6 separate regions of the Mus musculus genome follow, and regions 2, 3, 4, 5 and 6 are each linked to region 1. The links are chromatin contacts, called in public Hi-C, HiChIP or PLAC-seq and promoter capture Hi-C maps. All regions are on one chromosome and are shown on one strand. Each heading gives the region's core, a stretch centred on a gene start, on an enhancer-like site or on the middle of the called end of the contact. The rest is flanking DNA. Distances are from core to core; before and after follow the strand shown.

Region 1 (4,936 bases), core at 1,321-3,820:
AATAGGTGTTATGATTTCATTGGGCAATAAACACGTAAGCTGAATTTAGCTTCTTGTGAAAAAAATAGTCAACTCTTCACACAGAAGTAAGAAATTGCCAGTGCAGGAAAATACTTTACAGAGTAAAGATTGGGGAAGTGGAGGGGGAAACACAAAAAATTAAACCAAACATGAGCAAATCTCCAGGTTTAGGTTTAACACGTCCCATCAGGGATGAGACCCTGCCCTCTGCTATGGATCTCGAAGCTGGAGCACATAGCAAGCAAAAGGCCAGTAGTGTACAAAGCTCAAAAGGGACCCTGCGTTTGCCCACGAAGGTCCAGGCTGTGGCCTGCTTGCCTCTTATTTGCAGACTAGCTTCTCCTCCCTAAAGACTTCTAGAAATTTCCAGGATGTGTGTGGATGTGTGTGTGTGTTAAGTGTTTATGAAAATAATACTTCCCAAAACAACAACATAAGAAGGCTTTTGCAAATCTGTTTATTAGCAGGCAGCTGGATTCTCTTATCTTCTTTGATCTTATCTCCAGCAGAGCTTCTTTTAGGTGAGAAGAATTGAAAAAAAAAAATCCAGTAATGTCTTAGCTCCACGAGGAAATAGTTTTGACTGAATGTCTTCTGAAAAGGCTACAAACACAAGCAAAGGTTTCTGAAAAGGCTAACACATAGCCCTCTGTGAAGGGACCCAGGACAACCAGTACAGGCGTTGGACTCTCTGAAAAGCAGTTCTCTTTTGGGACAAGAGAAGGTGTCAAAGAAATTATGAACATATGGCATGTTTGTCAGGGGTGTATGGATGCTATTTCCTAATGACGGGAGGCCTGGTCATTCAATTAGAGGGATAAATGTGTCAGCCTGGTAGTGGGCAGGAGAGATTGCTTTCTCCTTAAATAGGCCAGGGGCAGGGGCTACTTAGGGTCCAGTTGTGCAGCATAGGGCACAGTACTCATTAATTCACCTGCTGGCAAAGATATGTGCTGGGTATCTTACCCATGAGGCTGTGACTTCCTCTCCAAATAAGAAGTCAGGAAGTCTGTAAGTGGGGCCTGTGGACTCAGGTCTGTGGATTCTCGTTCTGGACCTGACTTGATCAGCTGTGAATCCTTGGACAAAATATCGTGTGTGTGTGTTTCCACTGGACCTATCTCATCAGCGTCCTGTGGAGCAGACTGAACTAGACATAAAGTACTTACACGGGTGTCTGTCTGTACTGGCTGGTTTTGTGTGCCAACTTGACACAAGCTGGAGTTATCACAGAGAAAGGAGCCTCCCTCGAGGAAATCCAGCTGTAAGGCATTTTCTCAATTATTGATCAAGGGTGGGAGGAGGGCCCATTGTGGGTGGTGCCATCCCTGGGTTCTGTAAGAAAGCAAGCTGAGCAGGCCAGGGGAGGCAAGTCTGTAAGCAGCATTCCTCCATGGCCTCTGCATCAGCTCCTGCCTCCAAGTTCCTGCCCAGTGTGAGTTCTTGATCTGACTTCCTTTGGTGATGAACAGCAATGTGGAAGTGTAAGCTGAATAAACTCTCTCTCTTCCCCATCTTGGACATGATGTTTTGTGTAGGAATACAAACTCTGACAGTGTCTTAAGAAGGGAACTCCACAGAGCCAGGGAGAAGGACCATTACTGATGACATCAGTACTGTCATCCCTCGTGATGACTAGGTCTAGGGTACTCTTGGTACTAATTTATTTGTGAGGGCCTTATGGTTGTATACCATGCCATGTACTGGCACAAGGTGGAGTCCAAAGATAGTGGTAGGCAAAGCAAGCAGGTCTTGTGTTTGTAGAGTCATGCCCTACAGTAGACAAATAGGCCTCTGCCAGACATGCTAATTCTAAGTTAATCTTGCTCACCAGACATCCAGCTAGCACTCAGAAAGTATGGCATGGGGAAGCTGGATTCATTATCCACAAGGGCTAGAGAGATGGTTCAGTGCTTCAGAGCACTTGCTGCTCCTGCAGAGGACCCAGCTTGATTCCCAGCACCCACATGGCAGCCCACAACCACCTGTAACTCTAGCGCCCTCACCTGGCCTCTGTGGGCATTGCATGCACACGGTACACATAACACACAGGCAGACACATACTCAAACACATAAATGTAATCTTTTGAGGGCAAAATTAAACATTACTTTCTTATTTTTAATTGCAACATAACTATTTTTGAGACGATAATGTATTTGAGTAAGTGCATATTCGCACACAGATTATATATGCATATGTAAATAGGCTTATATAATTCTGATGAATATAGCAATTATACAAGAAAAAGAACACAAGAATATTTTGCTATAAGAATGTAAAGATAAATAACTCTGCTTCTCAGAGGTGGGGCAGGTCCATGGGACACGGCTTCAATCACAAAGAAATCCAACATAATAACAATAAAAACAGAAAAGAGGGATACACCCCACACCTCTCCCAGGGACAGCATTTCCGGAGGAAGTCCTTCCTAGGCCCGAATCTTGTCTGGCTCCGCCTCCTTGGCCAATCGCAACTCCTCTACTTGTCGGGGGCGGGGATTTACCATCCACCTGGGACGTACCCTGGTTGCTGGGGCAACAGCGTCCTGAAGACTTGGCTCATGCCTGCTTCTGGGACCCAGCGGCCAGGTCTGCAGCAGGAGAGTTGGCGGCTGAGTTGGTGACCACCAAGCCGGGTAAGGAGGGGGAGCGCGCGGGGCCCGGAGGACCAGGGCAGTGCGGGGCTGTGAGGAGCGAAACGAGGGGCGCGGGGGAGCGCGCGGGCGGCGGGCCCCGCGGGAGGTTCGGTCTCCGATTTCTCCTGGCTTGCAGCGTTCCTTACCCTGCTCATTTGCGCCCCACCTAGATCCTGAACACAACGTTCTCTGCTTAGTCCTGAGGAGGACTTGGGTGAAAGACCTGTTAACCACACAAGTAGCAAGTAGCAAAGGCAGAACCGCCTCACTCTGCTTCCAGGCAAACGCTGCCTTCCACAGCCATGTTCTATATCAGTTAACCCCATTGCCCACATTCCATATGAAAGAAAGCACTTCGTGAAATGTTCTAAGCTTTCAGGCTGAAGGCTGGCCCCCCAGTTCACCCTTCCACTCCCTTTTCTTTCCCTCCTAAAAAAAAAAAAAAAGTTTTGTTTTATTTATTTTTAGAAGGTCTCACTATGTAGCCCTGGGTAGCCTAAAACTTGCTGTGTAGACCAGGCTGGCCTTAACCTCACAGAAATGACCTTCCTCCTCCTGAAAATATTTACTTTCCACAAGTCTGCCTCTTCCAAAGGGCTTCTATATCACCCTGGGGAAAACACCTATTTCTCTTAAATTGTATCTATCCTTGAATAGTGAACTTAGAGAAATACGGTAAATAAATCCTATCTTTACAAACCACACTTCATTTTGGTCTTTAATCCGTTGCCTTCAGTTCAATAAACATTTCTTTGCCTAAGCTCCAGGGAGTGGAAAACGAACCTGCCGTTGGCTCCTTGGGTGTATGTGAATGGGTGTTTTCTGTCCAGCCTATGAATGGGAGGAAAAAGAATTCACTGGAGTCATCTGTGTGTTGGCTTTATTTACGTTCATTTTCGTGCTTGGTTTAAGGTAGGAATTTTTTTTTTAATTTAGAAGAAATGCTTACTGAAGCTGGACATGGTGGTGTACACATGCAATCCCAGAATTTGAGAGACCGAGGCAGGAGGATCTCAAGTTATAGCCTGAGCTACCTGAAACCCTGTCTCAAAATGAAGAAACCCACAAAGCTTACCTTATATTTGTTATCTTGCATGCTAATTTTATTTGCACTTCTACTTTGTATTCTGTGTCCCCCACCCATTTCCAGCCATACAGAAGTTGAGCACCTATGCTGTGACCCTGACAGCTAATCAGCACCCCCAAATAGAACCAGTTCTGCAGACCTGTTCAGCCACTTGATGCTAATGAAGTAATTACTCTAATAAAGCTACCTCATTGGTCTGTAGCAAGCTCATAGAGCAAGGGTTCTCAACCCGGGGGTTGCATATCAGATACTCTGCATATAGATATTATCCAGGCTGGTTGTGGGTCAACTTGACACAAGTTAGAATCGTCAAGAGAGGAAGGTGCTTCAGTTGAGGAAAGGCCCCCATGACAGCTAGCTGTAGGGCATTTTCTTAATTTTCGATCAGAGGCAGGAAGGCTCAGCCCAGAGTGGGTGGGGCCATCTCTGGGCTGGTGGTCCTGGGTTCTATAAGGAAGCAATCTGAACAAGCCAGGAGAAGCAAGCCAGTAAGCAGCTGTCTTAGTTAGGGTTTAACTGCTGTGAACAGACACCATGACCAAAGCAAGTCTTATTTAGAAAACAACATTTAATTGGGGCTGGCTTACAGGTTCAGAGGTTCAGTCCATTATCATCAAGGTGAGAGCATGGCATCATCCAGGCTGTCATGGCACAGGCAGAGCTAAGATTTCTACATCTTCTTCCAAAGGCTGCTAGTAGAAGACTGACTTCCAGGCACCTAGGGTGAGAGTATTAAGCCCACACCCACAGTGACACACCTACTCCAACCAGGTCACACCTATTCCAACAAGGCCACACCTCCAAATGGTGCCACTCCCTGGTGCAAGAATATAAACCATCACAGCAGCACTCCTCCATGACTTTTACATAAACTCCTGCCTCCAGGTCCCTGCCCTGCTTGAGTTCCTGTCCTGACTTCCTTCTGTGGTGAAAGTATAAGCCAAATAAACCCTTTCCTCCCCAGCATGCTTTTTGGTTATGGTGTTTCATGGCAGCAATAGAAACCCTAAGATATTTACCTTATGACTCATAACAGTAGCAAAATTATAATTATGAAGTAGCAATGAAATAGTTTTTTTGGTTTGGGGTCACCACGACATGAGGGACTATATTAAAGGGTCACAGCATTAGGAAGGTTGAGAACCACTGTCATAGATGCTTAGAGTCACAGGGTGACTTCCTGATGGCTCCT
Region 2 (4,936 bases), core at 1,335-3,834, 920 kb after region 1:
GGGAAAGCTGGGGGGGGGGGGGCTGACTAGGAAGTGTCTGCTGCACAAACATGGATAGCCTGATCAGGGAACCCCATTGTCATGGAGGTCAGTGGAACTGCCCCCCCCCAAAAAGCCTCACCCTAGTCCCAACTCCAAAAAGAGTCACCGAATTTATGGATAGTCTCTACATAGTAAGGGGATTTGTTATGACGACTTACAGTCTGTAGTCCAACTCCCCAACAGTGGTCAGCTGTGAAGTCCAAGGATCTAGTAGTTGCTCAGTCACACAAGGCTAGTAGATTCCAAAAGATGTGCTGGCAAATGCAAGCCGGCAAAGAGTGAATCTTTCTTCTTCCAATGTCCTTATGTAGGCCTCCATCAGAAGGTGTGACCCAGATTAACGGTGTGTACCACCATGCCTGAATCTGGGACTTGTTTTGTCCCAGGCTGACCTTGAACTCAGAGATCTCTTTGCCTTAGTCTCCTGGGATTCATAGCCACTATGCCTCAAGATCTCCATGCCAAGATCCAAGTCAGAAACTTGTATCTCCCAGCCTCAAGATCTGGATCACAGGTGAGCCCTCCAATTCTGGATTGTAGTTCATTCCAGATAGAGTCAAGTTGACAACCAGGACCAGCCATTACAGATAATTTCCTTATAGTCCCATGTACTGAAGGAAAACATTTTAACAACTTCACTGTTAGAGGAGTTAGGACCTTATAGGCAAGACCCCTCTGGCCTGTTCCTATATTCTGCATAGCTCAACTTGGCCCCAGCAGTGAGGTTAAACCTTTACCCACCCTGGGATTCTCTTCCTCGTGTGCACGTAGAGGTACGAGTGTGTTGTATGCTGGTGTTCTCTACTTAAAGAGATCAAGTCTAGACCCACTCGCAGTTCTACCACCAGGACCAGGATGCTTCTCCAGTATCGGATGCTGAACCTTAGGGTTTTCCTGGATCCTGCCAAGCCTTCCATTGAACCCTGATGCTCTGTTTTGTTTTGTTTTTTAATGGCTGACCCGGTAGTGGACCTGTAGTTCAGGCCCTGGCAGCAGGGATGGGGTTCCAGTTGTAGAGTCTATGTCCTGAGAATGGGGGCAGTCCAGGTTGATCAAAGTCCCCACTTTGCCAAAGCCTCAGTCATAGGGCATTTCAAACTAGTAGCCTGGGATTCCTGAGCCAAGCTCGTGAATATTCTTGTGGGAAACTGATTCTTGTCTCTTAGGAAGGCCTTCCTTTCATAACATGTACATTTTTTTTAAATGTTCCATATGGCAGATAGTTTTTTTTTTTTTTTTAGATTTATTTTATTAATATATGTAAGTACACTGTAGCTGTCTTCAGACACTCCAGAAGAGGGAGTCAGATCTTGTTGCGGATGGTTGTGAGCCACCATGTGGTTGCTGGGATTTGAACTCTGGACCTGCGGAAGAGCAGTCGGGTGCTCTTACCCACTGAGCCATCTCACCAGCCCCAACATGTACATTTTCAAGGGAACATGAGAAACTGACCCAAGAGCATCATGTTTTTATTTTTGAAAAAATTATCTATTTTTATGTTTATGAGTGTTTTGCCTGTATACACATATATGTATGTATGTATGTATGTATGTATGTATGTATGTATATGTATGCAATAGCCTGGGAGGTCAAGAAGGCATTGAATCTCCTGGCACTGGAGTTACATGTGAACTTCCATGTGAGTGCTGAGAACCAAACCCAGGTAGATCCTTTGCAATATCAGCAAGTGCTCTTAGCCGCTCAGCGGACCAGCTTCTAGAAATTCTGTCTCAACAATGAGAAACTATCCCATAGGTCAAACACTAACATGTCAGTTAAGAGACCACCTTCATTTGCCTCATTTACACAGTCAGGAGGCAAACGGAAAGGTGACTAGTCTAGGCATCAGAAACTGAGCACGACCTTACAACGTAGACGACCTTACAACATGGGCAGTTATGTCCAGGCATGATCAATTGAAATTGAGGTACATAGCAGTAGGAGAACAACAGTCCCATCTTGTCTGAAAAACAGTAAGAGAGAGGCTGGAGAGGTGGGGCGCGCTCACGCTCACACACCAGGTAGGGCAAAGGCAGGCATCAACATACGACTTGCAACCACTAGCACCTGAGAGCAACCATTCAGAGGAGCTGCTAAGCTTTCTATTCTTGTAGAATTAGGGGGTCGGGCAGATCGCGTCACCCAGGCATCCCGCAAAGTAGGCGGGTCGCCTCAGATTGCAACCTATACCCGCTCAAAAATTCTTCTCACATAAGCAGTGAGGACTCGGGCGTCACCCCGAATCGTTATTTTCCTTACTCATAAGTTTAAGGCATGAGGAACGTGTCTACGTTCCTCAGGGGTAAGAAATTATATTCTCATTACAAGTATGGTGAGTGTCCGATCGGCTGTATGACTAAAAGACTTGTCCTCTTGATAATGCTTTTTAATGGTTTATGATCGATATAATTCTAATTCCTCATTAGCAAAAGGAGGAGGGGGGAGAGAGAGCCCATAAGGCTCCGGACTCCTCCATGCAAATTAGAAGCGAGCACCGCAAAGGCTCACGGGGAGAGAGGCTCCACCCCTTCCGTCTCGAGCTTTTCGTTTGAGCTGTCGCGAGAGTTGGCCGTCCGGGTTGCCGGAAGCCGCTCTTGACTCCGGCCGCGGGGCGGGCTCGCCGCAGTCGGCTTCTCCTCCGTTCTCCGCTAGCTGCGCGCCGCAAGATGGCCGATCTCTCGCTGGACGAGCTCATCCGGAAGCGCGGGACGGCGGCCAAGGGACGGTGAGCGGCCCTTTCCCTTTTCCTCGAGGCTCGTAGGGGCCTCGCTGCTTCTTGGGGTTCGGGGGCGGAGGAGGGAGCGGCTCCGGGGGGCGACGCCGCTTGCGCCCGCCCCCTGCGTCCGCCGCGCTCCTTATTGGCCCGGCCGCGCGGGCCCAGCTGCTGGTCGGTCCACTGGCTGCTGGGCCCGGGAGGCCCGGGAGGCCCGATCGCAGGCGAGCCGAGGGCTGGGCGGGCCAGGGCCTTGCTCCCCGGAGGATCGGGTCCGGGGGGACCACGGTGGCGCCGTCTCCGCTCGGCCTTTAGGTCCTGGGAGTTAAGAGGGCGGAAGTTGAGCGGAGGAGCCGCCAGCCCAGAGCTGTTTATGGCCAGTTCTGCTGGTTCTCCTATGCCACGGTGCTTAGCCCGACCCGTTTTAAGCAAAGAGCTCTTTCATAGGCGAGACGCCTTGTTCCTTTCACTGTGATATCTGTAATGGTTGTCTGATCGTTTTGTTTTCTCTTGAGGCCGGCTTTCACATAGCCGGAGCGAGCCTCGAACTCGCTGCGTCTCCGAGGCTGGCCTTAAAACGCCAAGAGTCTCCCTCCTCCTCCCGTTTCTCAAGGGCTGAGATGACAGGCCAGTTTGTTTCCGTTTTGAGAGCCGGCGTCCTCCATGTTATCCAGGAACTCCTGATCTCAAATCCATCCTCCTGCCTCAGTCTCTTGAGTAGCTGGTGCTCCAGGCGCTCCGCTGTTGCTTAACTATTTTATTCCGCATTTCACAAACGGGAAAGCTGGAGCCAGAGAGAAAGACTTTCCCAAGGCCACCGAGTGCCCCAACTGAGTTGGCCTCAGGCAAAGACAGACAAAACAGTTCCAAGAGGGTGGCATTGGCATTCATGGATGTATGCCCTGATGTCTTAAGTGAGACAGTCAGACTCAACATACTCTTAAACATCGATAGCCATTTCTAGCTTTTATAAATGTGCAGGTGAAAAAGTGGTTAAGTCGGCCCGTGGTCAGCAGGCATATAGATACACTGCTGTAGGTGTCAGGAACTGTTTTCCTGGGGCTGGAGAGATGGCTCAGCAGTTAAGACACCAACTGCTCTTCCAGAGGTCCTGAGTTCAATTCCCAGCAGCATGGTGGCTCACAACCATCTGTAATGAGATCTGATGTACTCTCTTCTGCTATGTTTGAAGACAGTAACAGTGTACTCACATACATAAAATAAATAAACCTTTTTATTTTTTTAAGGAACTGTTTTCCCAGACACTGATCTGCTCAGCTATGCCAATCCTTCCCTACGCCTGTGTCTAGTAAACACTGTTGCCTCCTACACTGAAAGGAGACAAGCTCCCTCCAATCTCAGTGCCACCCAGCTCACCAGCTCTTATTGTCACATGTCTTCTGGGTCGTAAGAGAGATTGACACCCACAATGATTAAGCCATTTAAAAGTTTTGAGCGGGGCAGTGGTGGTGCACGCCTTTAATCCCAGCACTTGGGAGGCAGAGACAGGCGGATTTCTGAGTTCGAGGCCAGCCTGGTCTACAGAGTGAGTTCTAGGATAGCCAGGACTACACAGAGAAACCCTGTCTCAAAAAAACAAACAAACAAAACCAAAAAAAGTTTTGAGACCTTTTATTGATGGCTAGGCCATGAGTCAGTCACTTAGTGACCATGCTTGGGGATACATTGTTTTTAAAGACAAAACCAATTACATGGGTGCTGGGGAGGAGGTCACACTAGTGAGGAGTTTGGGGTGGCCTGTAATATGTGTTTTCTTGCAGAGGTCAGCAGTGTGTTTCAGACACTCCATGACATTTTATTTGCACTTCTTCATGGTTATTTTAGTTTCATGTTAAACTTGCACAGACATCAGTTATATTGGTTCATGTCTGCAACAAGGGAGGACCATGGACATTCCCAAAAGCAATTCCAAGGCGGATGTGGCTGGTGATGGTGGAAGGCTGAGAACTGTTTAGGCTGTGACCCCCTCCATGAATTCTTTTCTTTTCTTTTTTTTAGATTTATTTATACTTTATGTGAGTGCACTGTTGCTGTCTTCAGACACACCAGAAGAGGGTGTTGGATTCCATTACAGATGGTTGTGAGCCACCATGTGGGTGCTGGGAATTGAACTCAGGTCCTCCCGAAAAGGAGTCAGTCCTCTTAACCACTGAGCCATCT
Region 3 (4,936 bases), core at 940-3,439, 700 kb after region 1:
TATGTGTTGCTAAACTCTGTTTTTGGGTGTGACACAGACCATTGCTTGTCTAAGTCACTTGTGAAGGGGAAAGGGGACTCAGCAATCCCACGAGGCTGTGCACAACCAACGCCATGTGTGGCCAACAGAGTAGCCTATCAGACCTCTCTGACTTTTCCAGGCCCATTAAGCCCTGTCCCTTCCAGAAGCTAGAGTAGCTAGTGATTCCTGGGGGTGGGAGCTTTCCTTCAGTGCTACCCATAATTGCTCGTTCATCCCCCTCCCCCCACCACCAGTGCCTGGAAAAATGACCCTGATTAAAGTCATTGGTTTGGTCTGCTGGATTTGAGTCGAACTGTGGTTGTGGCTAGTTGTCACAGTTGCCAGTGGTGCCCTACCTACGGTAAAGAGAGAATAAAATGTGTTTCTAGAAAAGTTAACAAGGGGACTGGAGAGATGGCTCAACAGTTAAGAGCACTGACTGCTCTTCTGAAGATCCTGAGCTGAAATCCCAGCAACCACATGGTGGTTCACAACCATCCACAATGAGATCTGGTGCCCTCTTCTGGAGTGTCTGAAGACAGCTACAGTGTACTTACATATAATAAATAAATCTTAAAAAAAAAAAAAAAAAAAGCTAGGCGTGGTGGCGCACACCTTTCATCCCAGCACTCGGGAGGCAGAGGCAGGCAGATTTCTGAGTTCGAGGCCAGCCTGGTCTACAAAGTGAGTTCCAGGACAGCCAGGGCTACACAGAGAAACCCTGTCTTGGAAAAAGAAAGAAAGAAGGAAAGAAAGAAAGAAAGAAAGAAAGAAAGAAAGAAAGAAAGAAAGAAAGAAAGAAAGAAAGAAAGAAGAAAAGAATAGAAAAGAAAAAATAAAAGAGAAGAGAAAAGAAAAGAAAAAAGAAAAGAGTTAACAAAACAGTGCAGAGGCGCAAAGGGCACCCCTGGAGAAGAAAATGCTGAAAGCCAGGGAGCTGGCAAGCAGCCAGCTGAACTTGACTCTCAAACCTCTTCTTCTACAGCTGCACCCTACCTGAGGCCAGGTTCTCCAGCTACCCCACACCCTTCTAAAAGAGGCACCTGCTTGGAGTTTCAGCCTTCCAGCTACCCCACACCCTTCTAAAAGAGGCACCTGCTTGGAGTTTCAGCCTTCCAGTTACTGGTGTCCTGTAAGCTTGGGGTGGAGCCCAGGTGCTAGCTAAGCTCGTGGGGTGCTGGAAAGATGGCTCATTACTTAAGATAGTCTAAGGCTCTTCCAGAGGGTCACCAGCTCCAGGACTCTCAGATGACCACAAGCATATACACAGATATTCATAGTTAATATCTCATTGGACATATCAGCCACATTCCAGAGAAGCCCCCTCCCCCTTGCTCAGGAGTAGCTGTGATTCCTGGGCTTCCAAGTCCCAGGATACCCTTCCATCCGAGCAGAAACACGGTGGTGATGCATGTCTGTCCTTCCAACACTCGGTTTATGGAGGCAGAAGGATCAAAAAGTCAGCTTCATCCTCAACTACATGAGTTCGATGCTAAATTGGATTACATACGACCCCCATCTCTCTCTCTCTCTCTCTCTCCATATATATATATGTGTGTGTGTATGTTTATGTATATGTATATATGATTTTTATTTCCTGTTACTGTGCTTTGCCTGTATTTATGTATATCTGTACCACGAGCCTATAGTGCCTATTGCCTGTGTGTGGAGGCCAGAAGAGGGTGTGAAGTCCCCCTCCAACTGAGGTTGTCAATGTTGACAATCCAACTTTGGGTCCTCTTGAAGAACACTCAGCGCTCTTAATTACTGAGCGGTCTCTCCAGTAACCAAAACCAAAATTTTCTACAAAAAATAATAACAATAATAATAATAATTTTCTACCACAGATTCAGGGTTTGGCTTTAGCGGAGAATAAAACAGGACCAGTGACAGTACAGCGTGAGGGTAAAGTCCTGCTTTGGCCACCCCTTCGCTTTCTGTAGAGGCGCAGGCGCACCTGAGCACTTGGCGTCTGCGCACGTGAGGGCAGTGAGGGCAGTAAGGGCGGGAACAGAACGAGCGGCACGTGGGCGACGAGCAGGAGGCGGGGCTTGAGGGGGCAGGGCCAGAGCGGCCTGCGCGAGAGGCAGAAGAAGAGTGGCTGGGGCGCTGGGTGTGGGCGGGGCTGGGGGGCGGGGCGTTGGGGGCGGAGCTTACTTCCACGCGCTGTGAGCGCGCGCCCACGGCAGTTGGTCTCTGAGGCGGCGGCGGTAACAGTTAATCTCAGGAGGTCCTGCTCGGTCCGGGCGCCATGCCTCTGGATCGTCAGGTGGCCATGGGGAACCTTGGCAATCAGGACATACTGGCCATCTTCTACCGCCTGCGCTTCGTGCTTAGCAACCACATAGAGGCCGCCTGGCGAGCCCGGAACCCGGCAATGGACGTGGGAGGAGGAGGAGAAGGCGCCCGGTTGGTCAACGGTCGTATTCGCCCACGCGGGTTCTGAGTGACTTGGAGCACTGCTCGCCCTCGCCCGTGAGTAACCCGTCACTGGTGCTCCGTACACGTCCAGTACCCTCACGGGTCTCGCCGAGTTGTAGAGACTTCTGTCTCGCCGAGTTGTAGAGACTTCTGTGAAATCGCGCTTTGGGCTGTGGTTCGTGTCCCCCAGGGGTTTTTTGGGGTTTGGTGGCGTCTCCCCAGGAAAAGTTAACAGCACCTCACTTAACTGGCACGCCTGGTCGCGTCCCCCTCTAGCTGTTGAGCTAGTGCCGCACCCTTGTCACTTTTCTCCACAGGACTCTCCGAGGGTCCTCGAATCATGATTATTTAGAAGTGACCCGCTGGCCTTAAACTACCAATCTTCCGGCCTCAGCCTCTCAAGTGCTGGGATTTTTGGTGTGTGCCACCATGCTGTTTCCATGGAGCTTCCCCTTATTTATTTATTTATTTATTTATTTATTTATTTATTTGAGACATTTTGTCTGTGTAACCCTAACTGTCCCGGATCTCACTGTATAGACCAGGCTGGTCTTGGAACTCAAAGCGCTCTGCCTGGCTCTGTGTGCCACCACCACCCAGTTTACCATAGTGCCTTTTATAACCTAATCTTGAAAATTGTATGTTGTCTTTTTTCCACATTTTACTGGTCACATAGACTACCTTGGTAAAAGAGATTGCACAAAAGGTGGAGGATGATTGGGCAAATGGTCAGTGCAGAGAAGAATCATACCCAAGGGTCTGTCCTGTGAGCTACAGCCACTGCCCAGTGCATTGTAAGGGACAGTGTACCCGCTGGGTACCATCCTGGTCAGCATTCATTTATGTGTTAGGTTTCTTACTGAAGGTTTAGAGGCAAGTAGAGTAGGATATAGCTTACAGACCTAAGTTCTCTTCACTGCACATTACATATACAATAGAGTGTTGCTAATACAGTAATTATATTGATAACTCTCCCTAGGCCCCATGAGTAAGCCCTCATCAGTGCAAAGCCACAGCCTCAAACATGCTAAGCAAGTACCTGACCACAGAGGGCTTATATTACAATTTAAAAATTTTTTATTTTAGGTGTGTTAGGTGGTTTGCCTGCATGTATATCTGTGTGCCTGGTGCTCATGGAGGCCAGAAGAGGGCATCACATTCCTTGGAACTGGAGTTTGATGATTGCCACTACTGAGAACCACTACTGAGAACAGCCAGTGTGATTAACAGCTAAACCATCTCCCAGCCCCAATATTATTACAGATATTTGAAGTTCTATAAAATTGGGCTGGAGGGATGACTCAGAAGTTAAGAGCACTGGTTGCTCCAAGCACCAACATGGCAGCTCACAACCGTGTATAACTCCAATTGTAGGGGATCCCTAACCTTCTTCTGGTCTCCATAGGCACCAAGTACATATAGGGTGCCCAGACATATATGCAGGTAAAAAACTCATATATTAAAAAATGAAAATTAAGGTTCTAAAATCCTAGATAACACTTGTTTTCATGTTGCTTTATTGTTTTGCAGCAGAATGCCTGGCATAGGATATGACTGTCAATATTTAGCTCAACAAGAAGACATGGCATTTACACACAAAAGGAAGACATGATTCATTGGTTTTAAGTAAATACAACATAATGCATCCTAAAAGTGCCTGGACTCTAGGGCTGACTGATGGAGGACCCACCATGACCCATTAATCCCCTAATAATTAACACATGGAATGGGGTACCAGTGATGAAAAATGACCACAATTAACTCCCTTTCAAGACTCATTCCCAGATATCTGATCCGACCAAAACTGGGATCTCTGGGTCCTTAATTAACAGTGAAACATCCTCTCATTCTCTTGGTTCTGCTTCTGTTGAGAGGCCCTGCTTAAATCACTTTCTTCAGCTCGTTGAAAGCAGCAGGACAAAAAAGCACTGCTACTACCACAAAGGAAGCTGGGCCACTTACCTTTGAAGATGGCTTGCACACCTCATCTTTAAGTCTTTCCCTAAGAATGGATGGTGAGTCACACCTATCATTTCTGCACTTGGAAGGGGGAGGCAGGAGGAAGTTCAAGTCTAGTTTAGGAGAAATAAGTTTCAGGTTGGCCTGAGTTACAGTGTGAGACATTATTTCAGACAAAGAAAAACTCCTTTAAGAGTTGACGGTGTCTGTAAAAGACGGTGTCTGTGTAAAAGATCTCAGACACTGTATGTAATAGCTAAGCTCCTTAAACTATATCAGGATGCACCCCATTGTGAGGAAGAAGGGAGGTGACACTGGCCGTGGTCATCCTGTAATCATCTAACTGATTATTGGGTGTCTGTGTTCTTGAGGTCAGGCAGAATGCCCTCAACTATGTTGCATATACACCATGCAGTATTTTCTGGCACCCTAACAGAGATGTCAAAACTTTGTTAAAGGCAGCAGATTCCATCCAATTTGTGATATTTACAAAGTCCCACAGGCTGGCAGAGTCCATGCCTAATTTCTCTGTGTC
Region 4 (4,936 bases), core at 713-3,212, 620 kb before region 1:
GCTGTCCTGACCCTGCTCAGGGTTCATGTCCTGGAGCCCTTGCAGGCACTGGAAAGGCAGCAGAAAGAGAGGCAGGCGCTGGGGCTGGGAGGCGACTCTGGGCCACCATCACCAGTCCCTTTACTTATGTGTGTCTGTACGTGGGAGAGTATCGGGACTCAAGCCACGAAATGCTGTACAGTATGGGTTCTGGCCACTTTGGGTGACCCTGAATCTCCCAGCTGGGATGGGGGCATAAAACCTCCCTTGCTGGCTAGGATGGTGAGGACCCTGAACAGGCTGGCCCAGGATTGGAGCACAGAACACAGCCAGAGCCTGACTCCCCAGGCAGGGGACGCCTCCGACCCTTGCAAGCCTCCCCCTCCCAGAGCTCTGGCAAAGAGTAAACCTTCTCACAGCCATGACTGGTGGCACGTGGCGCCATCAAAGCCCTCTGAGCCAGAGGCCCCCAGATGGGGTGAAAGGGTCCCCACAAAATTGCTTCTAGTAACTTCCGAGACACTACTCTCTGAATGTTCCTAGACTTGAGTTCTGAGTTACAGGGTAGACCTACTGTGTGCCAGAACTCATGCTCACAGCCTGATTACACATCTTCACATTTACTCCAACAACAGTCACTCACCCATATTATTAATAAAGAAACTGAGGACCAGAAGTGGAAAACCAACTGCCTAGGGCCACACAACAGAGGAGTGGAGTTGAAATCTGAGCCAAAAGTCAGCATGGCTCCACTAAACCCTGGCCAGAGACAAGGAAGGGGACGAAGAGAGTGGTTGAGCAGTTCTGGGGAAAAGGAGTCTTCCTTCTCTCACAGTTCTGCTCCCAGCCCAATGAGGAGACCGGTGTAGGCCCAGCAGAGAGGGAAACTAAGGTAGGTAGTCTCAGCTCTCAGGCAGGCTGCAGCTTAGTGGAGGAACTTAGGGTCCCTGCTGGCAGCCGGGTGCCCCCCCCCCCCGATTGCTCTCAGACTAGATGAACAGAAGACATGTGTCCAAGTGACAGCCGTGTCCCTAGTGGCAGACCACAGAGGGTGAAGAACCTGGCAGGATTTCTCTGCCAGGTGGAGGGGTGGAGTGGAGAGCCAGCATCCACAAACCTCCCTCAATCCGTGTTTTACTTTGGATGGAAATACTTTTTTTTTTTTTTAATTTTTCCTTAAGGGCCAAGAGGAGACCCACCGGGGAACTATGGCTAAAAGAACTATCTGTGACTGGTTGAGAACACAGCTGGGGGAGGGGCTTCCCACGCCCGGCTGGTCCTGGATGGGCCTCCGGAAGGGTCCGGTAAGGAATGTCTGGCAGCTGGCGCACCCCCGCGGACAGCTGGGAGGCCCGGGGTCCAACTCAGGGAAAGCCACCGCCCACCCCGCGCCGAGGGCCCGACACGCATACAGGAAGTGCAGCGGCGCCCCGCCGGGGGCCCGCGAGGTTCAAGTGCGCCCCTGCGAAGTGGGGGCTCAGAGGCCTCCTGCTCCCCGGCCGCCCACCCACCCACCCACCCCCGGGGAGCGATCGTGGGCTCTAGCCGCTGACACGTTGCACTCACTTCCCTCCCCGCGCACGGCCCGGCGGCGGGGCGAGCTGCGCGCAAAGTGGCGCGGTGCGGTCTCCGGCCACGCCGCTCCGGGCTGCGCGCCTTACCTGTTCCAGGTGGCGTTGGCGCAGGCCCGGCGCTGCTGCGTGCCCCGCTCGTCCGTACCCGCCGCGCCCGGCTCCCTCTTGCCCAGGTCACTGAGGCTGGGCGAACTCATGAACTTCAACCTGCGGAGAGTCCTCATGCTCACCCCGGCCCACACGCGCCCCCGCGTCCCCTACGACGATAGTCGGCGGCTAGCAGCAAGCCCGGCGACCCCGTGGGGTCCCGCCCGGGTCCTGCGCCCCCGCCCGGGGCAGCACTCCCAGCGCGGGGCCCTGTGAACCATGGCTCGCGGCGGCTCAGCGTGGAGCGCTCGGAGCGCAAAAGCAGGCCGGGGGCGGGGCCTCCAGCCTGGGCGGGGCCATAGTGGGCGTGGTCTCCTGTTGGGAGGGCGGGGCCGGCGTCTTGGAGCCCTCTGCGGCCAAAGGGCCAGCTCAAGGGGCTGGCTCCTTTGCTCTCAGCCACCTCCCTTCTTCCCTTCGGAAGCCACCACACAGGAGCCACAGAGCAGTTCAATCCCAACTGTCCACCCGGCACCCAACCAACCCTGTGGTCACACACACACCATGCACAGGGACTCATAGGCTCCCATTAACGTCTCTTGAACTCACTCCCTCTCCAGACACCCATCCCAGGAGGAAAGGCTGTGCCCACAGAGATCTATCCAGACCCCTTCACGTGGACACAGGCTCCGCCCACTGCGGATCAAAGCTTTCTGCCGGGTGCCTCAGCCATCAGCCCCACCCCACCTGAGTTTAGCATGACCAGGCTGTCCTAGAGCCTTTTCTCGGGGGAGGGGCCAGGGACTAGGGTCCTCTCAGGCCGGTACCTTGGATGATTGACTGGCCAGAGGGGTTGTTGCACCGAGAGTTGAAGGAATGGAGGACAGTGGCACCCCCTGAATCCCAGATCCCCTTGTATGGTAGAAGTCAGAGTGTCTCCTCAATCCTGGTGACTTAGGCACAAGGCAAAATGATCCTAGGACAGGACAGCCCTGGGGCATTGAGGCAAATTTGAATTCTACCTGCTGGGAATGTTGTGGGGGCACCCAGGGCAAAATAATCTCTCCCGGGTTCTGCCACCAGAACATGGCAGGCTGGACCAAGGCTCACGAACACACAGTGCCCCTGACACCCCAGCTCCTGACACACAGCCTCCTTCAAGCAAGATCTGGGAGTCCCACTCGTTTTGCCTGCCACTTCCAAGCACAGCCCCAGGTGACTTGCAGGAGAGTAGAGTCATGGTTCAACTCCCACCATCAGCATTTCCTAACCAGCCACTGTGTACTGGACACCCCCACATGCCTGTCTTAGGAGGCAAGGATCAAACAGACAACTCCTTGTTCGCAAGAACTCTCACAGAGCCGAAGGCCACTCAACCTATTGTGAAATGGCAGCCAGGGCAGGGAAGGGCTGGGCTGCTCCTACCTCCTTCATTCAGTCAATGGCCCCAGTGAGGACCTGACTTGGGGGTCAACAGCAGATGAATTTTCCAGTCTCCAAACAACAGGCACCAGCTTTCTGAACCAAGTCAAGGAACCCAGGTCTGGGAGGATGCGGCATTCAGGTGGGGGTGTAGAAACTGCTCACTCAGGTGTACAGTGGTGGTCAGCATGGCTGGGGGGAGGGGAGGGGAGGGGAGCGGAGGGGAGGGGAGGGCTGTCATTGCTCCATAGCACTAGCCTTGTGGCTAGTCCTATGTCCCGGGTGGGTGCTCTCCATCCCTGGAGCAGCTGTAAGCTTTGGGTGAGTCACTTCTCAAAGGCTTCAGTTTCCTGTGTTTTGGAAAGTGAAGGCCACACATCCATGGTCTCTCTCTATCCTTCCAGACCCTGGGGTTTTACATCCTGTATCAAGTATGTCCAGTCTCTGCCTACAAACTCTATGTGCGTCAGGATAGGTATGAATGCCGGCCAACGTAAAATCACAACCCTAACCCTCAGGCTGAACTGCTCTCTCAGAGGATACAAGTTTGGTTCTCAGCACTAGCATGTGGCAATTCACAAACTACCTGTAACTCCAGCTCTGTGAATCCAGCACCCTCTTCTGGCCTTTTTGGGGCACTGCATGCAAGTACACAAACCCACACTCAGGCACACATTCTCATACACATAATCAAAATTTTAAAATAAAAAAGATCGGATACATGTACTAGGCCTTCCTCTTGAGTCTACCCACCCTGCCCCATCCTTGGTTCTTAGCACCCTAGCCTGAACTACAGATCCTTTCTGACCACTCTTTCTGACTGTTGCTTCTTGCCCTCACAAACAATAACTAGAGCTGGCCATGGCACACATTGCCCTCCTGAGTTCCCACTGTGCTGAAGAGCAAGCCCGAGGCCCCCAATCCTTGAGATGCCTTCAAAACCTGCGAGCCTCCCTGCTCTCCAGAACCCCTTTCAGTGGAGATCAAAGTTGAAGATCATCTCTCCTTTCTCTGATTGCCCCTGCCCTTGTTTAGACTTAATCTGGCTTTCCTGACATTGTCTATCAGAGCCAGGAGCAGGAACTTGTTCATATCTACCTTCCCTATGCTTGGCACACAGTCGCTACTCAATAGGAATGGCTAGATATATCTATCTCATGTTTTAGGTCAGATCGGTGAAAACCAAGATGCATAAACACGAGGCCACCATTTCTCTGCCACGGGTGTCGCTGCAGCAAAACCCTGGTCCCCTCAGAGAAGCCTGACCTTTTATTCAGCAGTTGGGCAGGACAAGGGGCAGAACTGACCCCTGGCTGCCCGTCTGGCAGGAGTGGCCAGATGGGAACAGAGAGGCAGTCTGAGTAACCAGAGGGAGGGAGAAGGCTGGTAGGGGAGGGGAGGCCACAGTGGGCAGGAGAGGAAGGAAGAAGTGAGCTGCAGGGGGCTCCTAGGGAAGGGGCTAGAAGCAGGACAAGCAATATCCAGAATGGGTGAGACTTAAAAGACATCTCTAGTGCCAAGTGTAGGGGTGCTGGCCTGAAATCTTGGTTGTTGGAAGGTTGAGACAGGAGGATTGCCCTGAGTTTGCAGCCAGCCCCATAGCGAATTATAGACTCTTAGGAGACAGTGTCTCAAAGAAAGGAAAGTAAAAAAAAAAAAAAAAAAAAAAGACAACATCTCCAGAGAGCAAAGAAACGAGCTGTCCCCGCCCCAGCACAGACGAACACTGGCTACACCCACAGCCCAAGGCAGAAGTGCGACAGAGACGCGGGGGTGCTGTGCCGCCGGGTGTTGGGGCTGGTGGTAGGCAGCTCGGGTGCTGCTAGGTGTGAGTGTTGGTGGTAGGCAGCAAAGGGCAGAGCTCCCTGGGCCCAGAA
Region 5 (4,936 bases), core at 1,748-4,247, 600 kb after region 1:
CCTCTTAGGGATACTCCATTCATAGGTTGTGCAGTGTCCCTCCATCTTAGGGTCCATGAGGGTGAATGCAGGCAGCACGTGAGAGTGGAGTGCTGTACCTGCCTGTCTTTATCTATGAGTCTATGTGCACAGGCCAAAGAATAAAGCATTTAAGCAGGCAAGGGCGGGGTGGCAGCTTCCTAATCGGTGACACATTCATTCCACGCATTTGGCAGCAGTTCGCTTCATTCCTAGGTAGATCCAGGAATGTGTTCTTCTGGCCCCAACAGTTAACGTTTTTTGGTGTCTCCAAACTTAATGACTCGTTTGGATGGTGCCGGAAATGGATCCCAGGGTCTTGTGAAGTGAGCCATACCCTCCAATTGTGTGTGTGTGTGTGTGTGTGTGTGTGTGTGTGTGTGTGTGTGTGTGTTTAGTGCATGTACAGAGGCCATGAGATTAACTTTGGGTATCTTCCTCTATGACTGTCCCAAGTTATTTATTTATTTATTTATTTATTTATTTATTTATTTGAGACAGAGTCTTTCAATGAACCTGGAACTTTTCCTGTCAGTTAGGCTGCCTGGCTAGAAACTCCCCCCAGCATTTGCATTATACATGCATGCTACTCTAGCTTTTTACCCGGTTTCTGGGAATCGGAACTCGGGTCTTCATGTTGGTGCCATAAGTACTTTACCCACAGAACCGTCTCTCCTGCATGCTAATCCCAACTGAGAAATGAAAGCTTAGTGGAGCTTGGTAGTGCAAGCCTTTCACTTCCAGCACATAGGAGGTAGGTCTCTTGTGAGTTTGAAGCCAGCCTGGTCTGTAGTGAGACCCTGCCTCAAACAAAATAAATAAGGAAAATAAATACAAGTGGAAGCAGTTTCATCGACGAGAGAGACCCTGAGACAAGGTCAGCAGCCACTGGCCACCCTGAGAGCCCGGCAGGCTCACTAGTCCTGGTCTTTCCTGGACTTCTGTTTTAAAGTGGAGAAAATCAAGCCCCAAAGAAGGGAAGGAACTTGCAGGGTGGAGTGGCCATTTGCTGCCAAGCAACCCTCCCTACCATATCTCCTCGATTCTTGCATGCCTGAAGTGCTCCAGTGGAGAGGAACCCCTTTCTTTCTCCCTGTAGAGCTCATTGCTTTCTGGGAGGTCTTTGCTCTCTGTCATATTCTATCCACCTTGGGACAGTAAAAATGTCACTGTGTTTGATATTGTTGCCCCTTGTCTTTGCTAGGTTCACCGAACACTTGCCAGCTGCTCCCCCCCACCTTGTATTCTTTTGTTTTGTTTTGTTGAGACAGAGTCTGGATATGTAGCCTTGGCTGTCCTGAATCTCACTATGCAAACCAGGCTGGACTTGAACTCACAGAGCTCTGCCAGCCTCTGCCTCCTGAGAGCTGGGATTAAAGGCATGTACCACCATGCCTGGCTATCTCTACTTCTAGACATTGGAATTACTGAGATGATTTTTTTTTTCTTGAAGGAGTCACAGACATCATTGTTAAAAGGGTATTTTACAGGCAATACAGCTAGCCTCTGGGTAATTAAATAAATACATAAATAAATACATATTGAAAATGTTGGTCACTGTAAGGATATGAGTGGGGGAGGTTATTTTATATTTTCTGGGTGGGGGAGGGGCAAGGTCTCATATAGCTTAGGCTGACCTGAACTCTCTATGCAGTTGAGGATGACTGTGAATTCCTGATCTTTCTGCCTCTACCTCCTAAATGCTGAGATTACAGGCAGGTACCACTATGTCCAGCCTGAAAACTGGACTTCCTGTGTAGCTGGGGATGACCTTGAACTCCTGACCCTCCTGTTCTACCTTCCAAGTGCTACCTACTACATCTGCCTTTTCTGTTTTGTTTTGTTTGCAGGGAGGTTGAGGCAGGGTCTTACTATATATTCCAGGCTGACCTTACCTTTTTTTCTTTCTTTCTTCCAATTACTCGGTTGCGTAGGCTGCCTGGAGCTCTCAGCCATTCTCCTGTATCCGCCTCTTGAGTACTGGGATTACAGACACTAGCCACTGTCTGCCACCATTTACTCTTTACTCCATACAGTTCCCAGAAAGTTACCTGCTGTCAGTTTCTCAGACCCTCACCCACGCATCGCTTACTGTCCTCCTGGCCGGGACTGTGTGAGGTAGTGCTCAGCGAGGTATTAGCCGTTTTGGCTCATTATTTCTCTTTGCTCATAGGGCCAACCTCCTATCTGGCAGCGCTATGTGAGAAGCAGAAAGTCTGTATATTGTCTGGTGCTCTGATGGCCATATCGGCATCCTCTGGAGGGAAGTCTCTCCACCCCACTTCCTCTTCTTTTTTGTGTTTTTGGTTAGCCTGTAACACACTATGTAGACCACAGTGGCCATGAACGCAGAGATCCACCTGCCTCTGCCTCCTGAGTGCTGGGATTAAACGCGTGCGCCACCATCCCTGGCTTGGAGGAAACTTTCTTTAAAAAAAAAAAAAAATTGTGTGTATGAGTGTTAGCATGTCTGTACCTCGTGCGTGCCTGGTACCAACAAAGGCCAGAAGAGGGCGTCAGACAGATAACCCTCCAACTGGAATTTCAGATCAGGGTAAGCCTCTACGTACTAGGTACTTGGAATGGAATCCGGGTCCTCTAGAAAAGTAGCAATTTCTCCAGATCCGAGGAAACTTTCTCAAAGTCCACCTTATCTGAATTATAGATCAGGGACCGCAGTTGTTCTGGGTGCTAGGGAAACCACAAAACTCTGGCCCACTTTAAAAAAAAGTCCTTTAGTCCCGGTCCTTTGGGCGTCTCCCAGGGAGTGACCCGTGTTGGCCTCTCAGCGGCTTAAGTAGTAGCTCCTCGTTTGACTGACAGGAAAGGCCGCTAATGCTAGCCCAAGGTAGTTCCTTTAGCTTCTGGGGGGGCGTGCCGCCTCCGCTTTAGACTATCCAATCTGGAGCGCCGCTGGGCCGAAGGGCGGGGTCTGGATGCAGGCAACCAATAGGGCGAGCACAGCGGGCGCGGCGGGGGCGGCGCGGTCGCGGCTGGCGGCAGAAGCGGCTGCGGCGGGTCTGGGCAGGGCCGGGGAGCTCGGTTGGAGCGGAACGGGAAGGGGTCGGAGTCGCAGCCCGGCCGGGGCGGCGTGCTCAGTGGGACCCGAGGCGAACGGCGGCCGAGGTGAGGGGTGCGCCGCGACGGTTGGGACACGGGTCGGTGGCCGCGCCTACCCCTGTCAGGCCGCGCTGGGGCCGAGCGCGCGGGGCCGCGCCGCTCGAAACTTCTAGTCCGCGCGCGGGGGGCCACGCGCCGGCGGGCGGAGCCCGGGAGGCCCGAAGGGCGGCCGGAGCGGACGAGTCCCACGCGGACGCACTCATGGGGCGCTTTGCAGACTCTTGCCTTCCATTTCCGTCCTCCCCACACTCTGTGACCGCCGTGGTGAGAGCCAAGCCTGACCGGTGAACACGAACTAGGGGTGTGAGGCGAGACAGGAAAGGCTGCATGCTGTCCTTTTTGACTTTCATAGTTTTCGAGACTCAGTGGATCCGAATCGTCAATTCCCTCCTACCTCCCGTGGGGGCTCTAGAGCCGCGTTCTCTTCTCTTCCCAAAGACCCCAGGCTTGCGGACCCCCTCTGAGAAGGTCCACTTTTCTTTTTTTCCAGGAGTGGATCCAGAGGAGCTGGCTAGGGATCTCAAGGCCTTAGAGGTTAGACCTGGAAGTAGACACGCCCCAGGGGTGCTGCGTTCTTGTTGGCCCCTTGAGGGAAGATAGTTTTGGTCCGGGCTGTGTGCACCATCCCTGGCCCTTGTCGGCTTCCCTTGACCGCAGCTGTCCTTAGGTTTAGTGATGAAGGGGGAGTAGGTTGCTGACAGTCTCCAGGGCTACTCATTAGCGGTTTAGCAAAAACACTTCTGCACTGTCCTGATGTAAATCTATTTAATCCCGAGTTGTGGACGTGAGCTCACACCTTCCTACCCCCTGCAGGTTTTCCACTTTGCTTAAGTTCTGGTCTTGCACCTCTGGGATTGTCAGCTTGGAGCCCCTGGTGAAGGGATCAGCCAGGTGAACTGGGTTCTGTGTTAGCCTCCCTCTTCCGTCCCTGGGCGCTCAGATTCACTTTTCCACAGAAGTCCGGATTTGAGAGTTAGCGTAGTTGGGGGTTCTCCTGACTTTCCTGGAACACTCTAGTCTGTGCATTTACACTGAACTGTAGAGTTTGGCAGTCTCCTTGGTGAAGCTATGCTACTTTAGCCGTGAGGCCACTACATGAAAAACTTGTGTGATGTGTGCAGTTTAGAGGCTTTAAAGAAACTGATCATTGGGCTGATGGATATTTATTACTTGGGAAAGTAGCTGAGCACAGAGGAGTAGCTGACTGATTAGATCTGCTCTCTCTGTGCAGGATTTTTAAAGACTCATTGGACTAGAAATGGTATTTTAGTTCATGCTGTTTGGGGAGCTAGGGTTTGTTATTTCCAACCATAATAATTAGTGTAAAAGTGTGTGTATGTAAGAAACACATCTAAGTTTCCATGTTGTCTGGTAGAGAGAGGTGCCATTGGCTTTTCCGTAGTCCTCAGTGCCAGTACAGGTTTCTAATGGCCAGGCATTTCTAGGGGGAAGATAGGGGGTTGCCCTTAGTTTTAAGGGGTTTGTTTTGGACGCAGGGTCTCACTGAGTAGGCCAGGTTGGCTTGGACTTTTCAGAGATCTGCCTGCCCCTGCCTCTTGAGGGCTGAGATTGAAGGTGTATTACACCGTACCTGGCCACCCTTAATCTTTTTATTCTTTTCTTTTACCTGAAAGTCCATGCTGATGGGTTAAGGCCTGATTCTTAGGCTTCCTGGTTCTGAAAGGGGGGGGGTCATCACTCGGTTGTTACGGATGTTATGGACTATCAAATAACAGTAATAAAATTGCTAACTGTTGTGGCATCGTGTGAAGCATACGTGAGTGCTCTATGGCCAGCT
Region 6 (4,936 bases), core at 1,265-3,764, 550 kb after region 1:
GCTTCTCAGCGGAGGCATTGCAGCTCCCACGGCAGGGTCTCCCCAGCTGAGCTCAGGAACTCAGGAGCCTCAGCCCCGATCCTTCTCTTCGCTTTTTCTCTTCTCTTCATTGCTTCTTTTCTTGGCTTCTTCTGAGGAGTCACACCAGGTAGAAAATCTCATGAGATTTATTGCAGAGTCCAGGGTGTGGAGGGAGAGAAATCCAGGGATGGCTGCCCTCTGCTTCTGGGCACAGACAGTAGGGAACCAGTGCTTATATAGGATTTCAGGGGGAGAGGGGAGGGAACGGAGCTTCTCAGGACAGATTTCTAGAGTGCGGATTGGTGGAATTTCAAGTCCTGAGCTTGAGGGAGCTCAACGATTGGTGTGTTTTCCTGCTGGGGATTAGTGGCTTTTTTTTTTCCACCCCCATTTCTCTCCCTTGGCCCATGGGTTAGGGTGGGAAGTCCTTCCTGGCTGCAACTGGCTTTTGCTGGGGTGCCATCTCTACGGGGATGCTGGGGAGGGGTGGAGGCTGGAGAAGAGGTGCTGCCACTGTGGACAGCTCCTGTGGAACAGCTTCTGCCTGCTGTGGTGTTTCAAGAAAGCTGTAGGCTGATGCAGGGAAGAAGGGGTTGCCACCGGGGACAGCTCCTCATGCTGGCAGTAGGCTGAGGCAGGAAAAGTGTATCAGTTGGATGGCACCTGAAGGGTGCAGAGAAGGCGGTTCGTCACCGTGGACAGCTCCTGCAGCTCCCCGGACAGCAGCAGGCTGAGGAGATGTTGTGGTGTCACCATTTTGATAGGAGACGTCATTTTGGACAGCTCCTGTGGGACAGTGTACAGTGGCAGCCGTGGGAGGAGCCTGTTGCTGCTTTGAAGATTTTTGTGCCTCGGAGGCTTTTGTGGTGCTCCGCTCAGGAACTACACAGCCTGTGTCTCAGGAAAGACACCTGAAATGGCCTCTGGTCCCCACACACACACACACGCACACACAGAGACACAGCAGCTCAGCACACATAAAACATACTGTCTGAGTCGGTCGTGGTGGCTCACGCCTTTAATCCCAGCACTTGGGAGGCAGAGGCAGGCGGATTTCTGAGTTCGAGGCCAGCCTGGTCTACAGAGTAAGTTCCAGGACAGCCAGGGCTACACAGAGAAACCCTGTCTCAAACAAACAAACAAAACAAAACAAAAAACAAACAAACAAAACAAAACATACCGTCTGGACAAATGCTTCAAATCCTTTGGGAGGGCCCCTTGTTGTCACTACATGCCGAATGAAATGTTCACATTACATTACAACTTCAGAAACACGAGTTAATCGTCATCTCTGATTTCTGGATGGCAAAGTGGAGTGTCAGTAGGAGACAATGGCTAACCCTGCCCCGCACCTGCTTGGCCTCCAGATGCCTAGCTCAGTCTGTCATCTTGTATCCTGTCTTTTTTTTTTTTTTTTTTGGACTTAATTTTCATTTTTAAATTTTATTCGTGTGTGTGTGTGTGTGTGTGTGTGTATGTTTAGCCTACACATATTTCAATGCACCATATGCGCAGTTAACAGAAGGTTGTGAGCCACTATGTGGGTGCTGGGTATTGCCCTTCTTTGGAAGAGAAGTCAGTGCTCTTAACTGCCAAGCCATCTCTCCAGTCCTATTTTTATGTTTTTATCATGCGTGTGTGCACGAATGTTTTTTACATGTGTGCAGGGGCCCATGGAGGCCATTGGCTTCCGGTTTCTGATCCCGAGTTGGAGTTACATGCAGGTGGTTGTGGGGAGCCTGGCATGGGTGCTGGGAACTGAACGTGGGTCCTATGCAATAACACAGCACGTTTTTTTAAACCTCTGAGCCAATTTCCAGATTCTTTTTTTTTTTGGTTTGTTGGTTTTTTTTTTTTTGGTTTGTTTTTTGTTTTTGTTTTTCGAGACAGGGTTTCTCTGTGTAGCCCTGGCTGTCCCGGAACTCACTCTGTAGACCAGGCTGGCTTCGAACTCAGAAATCCGCCTGCTTCTGCCTCCCAAGTGCTGGGATTAAAGGCATGCGCCACCACTACCCGGCTTCACTAATTTCTTAATAACATTTATTGTGTGTGGGCGTGGGGAGGGGGTGCGTTCAACATGGCACACGAGTGGAGATCAAAAGACTACTTGTAGGTATCTGTTCTCTCCATCCATCACATATGTAGGTCCCGGGAGTCGAACTGAGCTGATAAGGCTTGGCTGCAAGCACCTTTATCCGCTGGCCCTGGCCCTTACAACTCTCATTTCTGGCCCTGAAGGGTGCGCGGATAGGATACCTTGCGCTTTCTAGCCTCTAAGCGGTGGATAGATAACTCGCAGAAAAATACCGAGGCAGGAAAGAAGGTGTCACAACCATGGACAGAAAAAATAATCAGGAAGCAGTAGCGCCAGCGGTTTTCGCGTTCTCGGTTGCTAGGACACCTCTCCGGAAGTGGAGTGAGCAAGGCGGACTGGTTGCAGTAGAGAGGACGGGCGGGCGGGGTCTTGTGCGCCGTGGGCGTGGCCGCGCGTGGAGATTGCGCACGCGCAGGCGGGCTTGCCCGTGAAGGATCCGGGCGGTTTAGCTTCTGCTACCCAGTCCGTGTCTCCGCTGCTCAACGTCGTTTTCTCTGTTGATATCCTGGGACTTGCCTTGTGCCTTCAACTGCTGTAATTGCATCATTATCTTTCTTACCGGCTATTCTAGGTAGGCTTTCAGTGCATCCACAGCCTGTATTGTTTGAGGTGGCATCTGTTGGGGGAGGTTGGGGGGCGCCGCACCTGTACGGGGAGCTCAAGGCTGCTCTACTTGCTCCTCTGCAAGACTGCACCGACCCGAGATGTTGCCCTCTTTGTTAGGAGGGGGATCTGGGAGTTGTGGTCCTCTGTGGAGCCCGGGCGGGGTGGGGTGGGGGGGGGGTGTTGCAGGGACTGCGTCCTCAACTGGACGCAGGAAGTATAGCCTTGCAAACCAAGTTGGTCTTGGTAAAACAGGCTTTGTTTGGGAAACACTTAATGAGCATAAAACAGTGATGTCATATGGCGGCACAAAAAGAGAAGCCCTGCTGTGCTGTCAATGAATGGGAGATACTAGTAGACAGCCACTTTAGGTCATGGCACTGTCTACCTACAGTGGTGTGGAGAGGAGTGGAGGTCATGGATGTGCAGTATTATATACTATTTTCTTTATTTAAATAGTCTTCATTATTTAATTTTTAATTATGTGTATATGTTTGTGTCTCAGTGCGCGGGGGTGGGGGTGGGGGTGCACGTGAGTGTAAGTGCTGGTGGAAGCCAGAAGAGGGCGTATGGGAGCTCCTTGGAGCTGGAATTATATACAGAAGGTTGTGTGCTGAGTGCTGAGGACCAAACTTATGTCCTCCGCAAGAGCAGGACTGGGTCTTACAGCTGAGCCATCTCTCCAGCCATTTAGGTCTTATTTTCTTAGAGATAGCTTCCCCCCGCCCCTTTCATTGAAAGCTTGTTGGAAAAGAATATAGATACTGGGAATCCTGGTGTCGTCGTGACGTCACTGACCCTGATTTGTAAAAATGTCAAAGTGTGGGAAGCAGGGACCTTGCTTTCTGAGGCTGGACACAGAAGGGTGATGAGACTCTGGTGAGTTCTCATCTTGCTGTTCCTAGGAAGGCTGCCTTGACTCCTGTCTGCGGCTGTGATCACAGCAGAGGTTGAAGCTCTTTGGAGTACTCCAACAAGCAAGTGTTCTGAGCTGCCCATCTTCCCCCGAGTCGCATTCTGCATGTTCCTAGGAAGCCAGGTCTTTATAGGTGATTGTTGCTGGTTTCTCCACCATGGAGGGCTGGGCTTCCTCTCATTCACTGACTGGCTTGAGTAGCACTTATCTGCTCCTCCACAGAGGGAATTTATTTGGGGGTTTCATGTAGCTCCGGGCTGGCCTGGAATTCCCTATGTAGCTGAGGATGACCTTAGATTTTTGATCCCCTTGCCTCTGTTTCCCAAGCACTGGGATTGCAAGCCAGTGCCACCATGCAGGACTCCACTTATTTTTTATCATTATGTATATGTGGACACACTTGTACTACGTATGGCCCATGGATGTCAGACGATAACGTTGTAGATTTGGTTCCCACCTTTATGTGCCTTCCAGGAATCAAACTCTGGGCACCAAACTTGCAAGACAACCCCTTTTACCTGCTTAACCATCTTGCCAACCTATTTTATTTTAATTTTTTTTTAGTTGTTGTTGTTTTTAAGATAGGGTCTCTCTGTGGAGTCCTAGAGCTCACTAGGTAGACCATGCTGTCCTGGAACTCATGGAGATCTGCCTGCCTCTGCCTCCCCAGTGCTGGGAGTAGAGACCTGGTGCCACCAGGCCTGGCACAATTCATCAGGTACTTACTAAGTACCTGCTGCTGCCAGACACTGTTTGGGGGCTGGGGATTCAGCAGGAGGTATGGTATGGGGATAGTCCTGTGCTGACGTGTCTGAGTTGAGACATACATGAAGTGGACAAATGGATTTCAACGCTGAGCGTGTGTAAGCATCATCTGACAGCTCCCTGGGTCCTCCAAAGCATCTGAGTTAGAACATCACTGGTGGGGGAAGGCAAGACCCAATCTTACTTCCGCCTCTGTCTCCCCTCTTCCTCCCTGGCTTCCCCTTTCCCTTTCCTCTTCCTGTGCTGGGGATGAATCCCCTGGCCTCCTGTAAGTCAGGCAAGTGGTCTACCAATCAGCCACACCCCACTCTCAAAAGGCCATTTTTCTAACCAGTTCCATGAGATGCTATGATGCTGGTAATGGCCCATGGGCCAGCCACACCATGAGTAAGAGCCAAACTAAGCCAACACACAATATGTGTGCCAGAGAGAGTAACTCCCCATATCCATGGTTTCACCTTCCATGATTTCAGTTCAGAAGATTCTAGAAATAAACAGTTCATTCTTTTAAAAATAATGGGTGTTTTTGCTTACAC

What was found. Promoter capture Hi-C pulls out the DNA fragments that hold promoters and counts their contacts. A called contact is a pair of places that touch in the nucleus more often than the background predicts. HiChIP or PLAC-seq counts read pairs in DNA pulled down with a chosen protein or histone mark. Capture Hi-C pulls out chosen DNA fragments and counts their contacts.
Region 2: a contact with region 1 is called in a Hi-C map of cortical neurons, with 5 times the contacts expected there. The contact joins the promoter of Poldip3 here to the promoter of Efcab6 in region 1. A contact is called at or near these places in 2 of 39 promoter capture datasets (hippocampal neurons and second pharyngeal arch cranial neural crest), 2 of 484 Hi-C or Micro-C datasets (both in cortical neurons) and 1 of 115 datasets of contacts at active chromatin or transcription factors (craniofacial prominence).
Region 3: a contact with region 1 is called in a Hi-C map of cerebellum, with 2.7 times the contacts expected there. The contact joins the promoter of 1700001L05Rik here to the promoter of Efcab6 in region 1. A contact is called at or near these places in 3 of 39 promoter capture datasets (cranial neural crest, hippocampal neurons and second pharyngeal arch cranial neural crest), 1 of 484 Hi-C or Micro-C datasets (cerebellum) and 1 of 9 other capture datasets (embryonic stem cells).
Region 4: a contact with region 1 is called in a promoter capture Hi-C map of pancreatic islet. The contact joins the promoter of Prr5 here to the promoter of Efcab6 in region 1. A contact is called at or near these places in 1 of 484 Hi-C or Micro-C datasets (brown adipocytes) and 1 of 9 other capture datasets (pancreatic islet).
Region 5: an H3K4me3 HiChIP or PLAC-seq map of embryonic forebrain shows a contact between it and region 1, with 4 times the contacts expected there. The contact joins the promoter of Pacsin2 here to the promoter of Efcab6 in region 1. A contact is called at or near these places in 2 of 39 promoter capture datasets (cranial neural crest and hippocampal neurons) and 3 of 115 datasets of contacts at active chromatin or transcription factors (embryonic forebrain, microglia and pancreatic cancer cells).
Region 6: a contact with region 1 is called in a promoter capture Hi-C map of embryonic stem cells, with 2.8 times the contacts expected there. The contact joins the promoter of Ttll1 here to the promoter of Efcab6 in region 1. A contact is called at or near these places in 6 of 39 promoter capture datasets (the 3T3-L1 cell line, cranial neural crest, embryonic stem cells and 3 more), 2 of 484 Hi-C or Micro-C datasets (the N1E-115 cell line and embryonic stem cells) and 5 of 115 datasets of contacts at active chromatin or transcription factors (astrocytes, embryonic forebrain, embryonic hindbrain and 2 more).

What each region holds. Positions count from the first base shown.
Region 1 is chr15:84,062,983-84,067,918 of GRCm38.p6, reverse strand. Efcab6 (EF-hand calcium binding domain 6) reads left to right here and starts at 2,570. Exons shown (of 32, transcript NM_029946.4): 1 at 2,570-2,657.
Region 2 is chr15:83,147,026-83,151,961 of GRCm38.p6, reverse strand. Poldip3 (polymerase (DNA-directed), delta interacting protein 3) reads left to right here and starts at 2,584. Exons shown (of 9, transcript NM_178627.4): 1 at 2,584-2,767. The coding sequence starts at 2,709. It overlaps Rnu12 (RNA U12, small nuclear), which reads right to left and starts at 2,317; the gene lies at 2,168-2,317.
Region 3 is chr15:83,364,550-83,369,485 of GRCm38.p6, reverse strand. 1700001L05Rik (RIKEN cDNA 1700001L05 gene) reads left to right here and starts at 2,189. Exons shown (of 4, transcript NR_027980.1): 1 at 2,189-2,496; 2 at 3,976-4,457.
Region 4 is chr15:84,678,024-84,682,959 of GRCm38.p6, reverse strand. Prr5 (proline rich 5 (renal)) reads right to left here and starts at 1,962. Exons shown (of 8, transcript NM_146061.4): 1 at 1,641-1,962. The coding sequence starts at 1,777.
Region 5 is chr15:83,462,667-83,467,602 of GRCm38.p6, reverse strand. It overlaps Pacsin2 (protein kinase C and casein kinase substrate in neurons 2), which reads left to right and starts at 2,997. Exons shown (of 11, transcript NM_001159509.1): 1 at 2,997-3,144.
Region 6 is chr15:83,508,485-83,513,420 of GRCm38.p6, reverse strand. It overlaps Ttll1 (tubulin tyrosine ligase-like 1), which reads left to right and starts at 2,514. Exons shown (of 12, transcript NM_178869.4): 1 at 2,514-2,687.